2 separate regions of the Sus scrofa genome follow, and region 2 is linked to region 1. Evidence: chromatin contacts called from public HiChIP or PLAC-seq data. All regions are on one chromosome and are shown on one strand. The core of a region is the stretch at or near the end of the contact, and the rest is flanking DNA. Distances in the headings are between cores, read along the strand shown.

What was found. HiChIP or PLAC-seq counts read pairs in DNA pulled down with a chosen protein or histone mark.
Region 2: an H3K27ac HiChIP or PLAC-seq map of alveolar macrophages shows a contact between it and region 1. The contact joins the promoter of KCTD2 here to the promoter of UNK in region 1. A contact is called at or near these places in 1 of 47 Hi-C or Micro-C datasets (liver) and 1 of 2 datasets of contacts at active chromatin or transcription factors (alveolar macrophages).

What each region holds. Positions count from the first base shown.
Region 1 is chr12:5,626,822-5,629,521 of Sscrofa11.1, forward strand. UNK (RING finger protein unkempt homolog) reads right to left here and starts at 1,428. Exons shown (of 15, transcript XM_021066619.1): 1 at 1,224-1,428. The coding sequence starts at 1,327.
Region 2 is chr12:6,240,065-6,242,764 of Sscrofa11.1, forward strand. KCTD2 (BTB/POZ domain-containing protein KCTD2) reads right to left here and starts at 1,299. Exons shown (of 6, transcript XM_021066666.1): 1 at 890-1,299. The coding sequence starts at 1,228. It also overlaps a transcript of ATP5H not described here.

The sequences.
Region 1 (2,700 bases), core at 178-2,677:
TTCTAACACCAAGGGAAGGATTGCAGAAAGAACTCCAGCACCAAACAAGGGCCACATTAGAAAAGTTACAGGTGGCATGAGTCAGACTGAAGTCAATAAAGTTTCAGATGATTTCAATCGATAGCAGAGAATCTCGCAAGGAAACCAATACACTTCCTTAAACCCTCTTTGCCTTATTCCAGAAGAGTTTCCCACTCACAGAGTCTGACTTCTGTGAGTGACGAACGAGAGCTCCCCTGTGGACTTCTAGTTCTTTCTATTCCAACACACGCTTCTTGCTCTGGGTCACCAGACAGCATTACTGTGTGCCCCTTAACGGTTGTTCAACTCCCACATTCCAAATCTCCGGCCAGATTGAGGTACACTTGGGGATCCTTCCAAACATGCACACATTTTGGCAGCCCAAGGAGATGCGAGGCAAAGAGCATCAGGGAAAATGGAAACCCAACATTCTGCTTAAAGGGAGGGTCTGCCTTCTTCACCTTTCTTTCTCATCAAGTACCTAGCACTAGGGAGTTGCTTGAAGTGCCCTGAAAGGAAATAAAAAGACGAAAGGGACCTACATTTAGACACAAGCAGATTCCCAGGAAGAGGTTTTCCATCTTACTGGACTCTTGCAGTGTCAGCATTTGGGGGTCCCTCTGAGGCCACAGCTGGGTTGGGCCTGAGAACATATTCGGACCCCATCACCTTCGGGATCCCTGACTTGGCCTGGGTCAAATGTTTTTAAGTAAATTCCAGCCAAAGTGGACAACACTTGGGCCTTAGGGACGCACAAGGCCTCCTGTGCACAGAACACAGGTCGCCTAACAGAACTTCACGCTAGTGGTCATTCATAGGCCGTTCTAGGGCTGGCCCCTTAGGAACGCATCCTGGTCGCGTCTTGGACTTCTTATCCCCCCCGAGAGTGCCTGGGACTGTGGTTTTATGGCCTGAGAACCAGTTAGGCCTCGAAGGCCAGGCCTGAGATGTGTGCACTCTGCGCCGCGAGCTCCCTCCTTCCCCACTTGCGGCGGGACTGGGTTTCCCGCCCCACAGCCCGACCAAAGGTTGGTGGCAGTTGGAGGCAGTTGGGACCGGCCCTAGCAGGTTGGAACCGGTCTGGGCCGGGACGGAGGAAAGGGGGGAGGGAGAGGCCGCCTCGCGCTCTCCCTGCGCGCGTGACTCACGCTGGCCGCTGACGTCAGGCGTGCGCGCGCGGCGGGGGGGGGGGCTCTACGTACGTGTAGTGCTGCGGTTTCTCGGGCTGTGCCTGCAGCACCTGAGCGGTAGCGGCCGGGGGCGCCGAGGAAGCTGCGGAGCCGCCGGGCCCGGGGCCCTTCGACATGGTCCTGTCTTCCTGCCTCTTCGCCGCTCCCCTTTTATTATTCAGTCTGCGCGGTCCGCGCCGAGGCACTAGTGCGCCTGCGCCGCGCCACGAGAACGTGAAGACCCCCCGCACGGCAGCGAGGGTTGCTGGGAGTTGTAGTCCTGGGTCAGGCTGGAATTTTACCGTCCGCCGAGGGTTGCTGCCAAAGGAACGGACCACAATACCCAGAGAGCCTTGCAGACGGTATCCCGGATGCTGAGGGCCCGAGACGGTTTCTGGGGATTGCAGTCTCGCCCTGTCTCTCCTTAACAGCCGGTTTCCCCGTTCGTGGGGGAACCTTTGCCTGAAACTGGAGCACCTGGAGTAGAAGAGGCCCAGAGCTAGGGAGGGCTTAACGACTGCAGTGAAACAGTTCCAAGTGTAATTCCACGGCCAACAGTGTAATAATTATCTCGCCTCCATACTTAGCAAAGCTTGGGCTCGGTTCTGATGCCGCCCTGAGCAATGGGCCTTTGAGCTTCAGGCACCTGGACTCTGCCAACATCCTCGCTCGTTCAGCGGGAACAAGCTGAAAATCATAAGGGAAAGTCGGCCTGCTGGAAGTCAGCGTGAGAAAGCTCTGCTAACGAAGAGCTACACAACCCAGTACTCTGTTCCTGCGCCTTTGCTCAGGCGCTCCATACACCTTTACGAGCTCTGAAACCTGGAACTCCACGGTTTCAGTCCTTTCTCAGCTCGACACTTGGCCTGACCAATTTGTTTCCAGTACGTTAAGGGCCAAGGACGAACTTAATCTCCATCTAGCATAGTCTCAGGTGCACTGGCAAGTTGCAGGGGGCTTCGAGAAGCATCACAGTGTCCAGAGGAAGGGCCTGGGTTTGAGTCAGGAGTGCGATTTATTATAATTTACCCTAGTTTCCTGCTCTGAATGCCAGCCTTTCTACTTGGGAAAATGTCTCCTCCCCGCTTCCCTCCAGTCAGATGAAGTTCTTCATAGATACTTGAAACTTACCATCTTAACTTTGTTTTCCTTATTTAATCTATTTAAAGACATTGTTTTAAAGACTGATTTGTATCTTATTAAGTAACATTAACTCATGCTAATCTCGTAAAAGAAACACATTCCCAGTAACCTTAGGGGCAAAGCAGGAAGGGGTGAATGTAAAAGTGTTAATATGCAGGACTGACACATGCCTATTTTATTTAGTTCCAAGTAACCACATCAGAAGCCAAATTGTCAGCCTACAAAGCTGAGAAACGAGTATTTCTTAAACAGGCCAAATCAATTGTTTCACCACTAGGGGCGTTTGAAGATGAAAAATTCCAAAAGGAGAAACAAGTTGAGGTGTATTGCTTTAATCCTATTAAATGCAGATAATTGGCTTATCTGT
Region 2 (2,700 bases), core at 49-2,548, 610 kb after region 1:
ATAAATGAAATCGACCAATGTTTATCCAACCCCAGCTTTGTTGCAAAGGAACACCTGAGTGCTACCTGGGCTATAAGGCAGTGAAGTAATGGTCAATGCCCATAAATTGGAAATTAAAAGATGAACGTATAAAGTTAAAAAGAAATTCAAACGGCTGAAACTGAAAATGGGTTAAGTGTCTTGTCACTCTCAACTCTTTGGTTAGCAGCCACGCATCTTTTGCCCAATGGCACTCTTTGGGTTTCATTTTCACTAGTCTTAGCCGGTCAGCTTAGATTTGCACTGGCAAATGGTAACCTCTTTCCAAGGAATGTATATGATCTCAAATATGGATCTGAAACAGTGACAGTTACCAGATACGAGCTCAGGGACCAGGATCACAGAAAAGATGTGTAATATCACGAGAAGCACTTCCTGCAGCTGTCATCGTCAGACCCAGGCTTCACCCAACTTGGCACAGGGGTCCGAGAGGAAGTCTGAGAAAGCTACAAAGATGCCTTAGCTCATCCTGACCCAGTTCTGGATGCATCTGCCACAGGCGGTGAGGGGCTGAAGAGGAGCCAGGGAAAAACTCACGCACACCTGAGGGGCTGGGATGAGGTGCAAAGAGGAATTCGGAGGAGGGGTGTGGAGTGGATTCTCGTGGGTGAGAGTGGGCACAGTGTGGGGTAGGAGGCGCTGAGAACGAAGGGCGGGGTAGGAGAGAAAGGCTGCCTGCGCCTGAGGATGGAGAAGAGCCCCTGGCGTTAGCTTGACGGGGAAAGAGGTGGGAAGGGTGTCCCGGCCCGAGGAACCCGCCAGTGAGAAGAGTGGCGCAGCAATCTGGGGACCAGCCTAGGAGGAACGAAGGGGTTCGAAGGCCGGGGGCGCGCCCGAGGGCGGGGCGCACCTTGTCTGAGTCCAGCTCCGGGTCCTCCTGGCAGCAGAGGCGGCAGAGAAAGGACTTGGGCTCCCGGCCTAGGGTCTGCCTGGTGGTCACGAAGTAGGTGCCGCCCACGTTCAGCCGGACCCAGCGGGCCGCGCCGCCGCCCCCTGCCCGCTCGGGCGGTCCGGGACCCGGCTCCAGTGGCTGCGCGGCGGCGGTGGGCGGGCGGCCGTGTCCGCGGGGTGTGGAGCCAGCGGGGCGAGGGCTGGGGGGCCCGCGGCCCGGGCCACCCCCATCTCCCAGCCCGCTCCCGCCACCCCCTCCCAGCCCGGCCATCGCCGGGTCCAGCTGCAGCTCCGCCATCTTGGGCCGCCGCCGCCGCCGCCGCTGCCCGCCCGCCGCCGGGCCGGCCCATCTCTCGGCAGGGAGAGCCGGGCCGGCCCATCGGCGGGGGTGGGGCCGGGGGAGAGGGACTGGAGCGCCCCCAACCAGCGCCCGGGGACCCGTGCTGTGGAGGCGCTGCGGCCGCCTCCGGGGGCGGGATTTCCGGAAGTAGCCGTCATCTCTATTGGCTGTCTTGGGAAACAAGGCCCGTCCCTTTAGCTTTGGGATTGGCTGAGGTGAGGCCTTCCGGTGATCCACTTCCGTTCCTTGCTGCCTTGGACTGAGGGCCTCCGGAGTCGGTGAAGGTGAGTGGGGTTTGGGGCCCTTGGTCGCGACCCTTGCAGGTTCTTCTGCCCTGCTGACTCCAAACCTGGGCCTGATCCTTGTTGCACCCTTGCCGAGGACACCGGGCCCTGCGGTTTCCCCTCTGGCAGTGTCCCAGCTGTTCCACGCTCCCCTTCTCTCCCTTCCCCCCGAGCGCTAGGTCGCAGGGACCATTCTGTGACCTGCTGCCTTTGACTTAGGCGCCTCTACTAACCTTGTCTCGTCTAGCCCGCCCCAGCGCGACCGACTTCAGTAGTCTGGTTTGGAGGGTGAGGAAACGTTTCTCGGAGATAGTTTTAGCTTGCTGGGTGACACTAGGGTTCCAGCATTCGAGGGTGTGAAGCTTTCAGAGCCTCTCAAGTGCAGGGTTCGTTTATCCGTTCAACAGATATTCACTGAGCACCTCCTGTGTGCAATATCTGTTCTAGGCGCTGGGGATTCCGTAGTAAATAAAAGACAACAGTCCCTTTATTTATGAAGCCTACTTTCTGCTGGTGCTTGGAATAGTCTCTGTGAGGGCACTTGTTTGGCGTATTTAAAAGTCAGCTGTCCCTCCCCTCCCCTCTGGGTAACATTAGCTATCCTGAGAGCAAAAGGAAGCAGCAGGTATTGGACGAATGGTTTTTTTTTTTTTTTAAGATCCTGGGGAAGATTTCTTCCATCTCCTTTGCGACTCCCTCTATAGCTTGTAAAGACCTTTGATATTTCAATCTGTTTCCTAATGTCTATTTTCTCATATTCTGTCTTTGTTTAAAAAAGAAATGGCAGTGATGCATTTCCATCTTCTCTCATATTCACACGTGTATTGTATACCTCTTTTAAGGGTATTGCTAGTATACTCAGGGTATGTGCTAATGCTGCAGGGGATGATAAGACATGAATAGCGGGTAGAGAGCCCCTTAAGTTTGTATAAGATTGTAGAGCCGGAGTTCCCTTTGTGCCTCAGCAGGTTAATAGCCTGCCCTCTCCGTGAGAATGCGGGTTCAATCCCTGGCATTCTTCAGTAGGTTACGGACTGGTATTGCCACAAGCTGTGGCCTAAGTCGCACATGGTGGCTTGGATCCAGCTTTGCTGTGGCTGTGGCTGGCTGCAGCTTTGACCCCCTAGCCCAGGAACTTCCATGTGC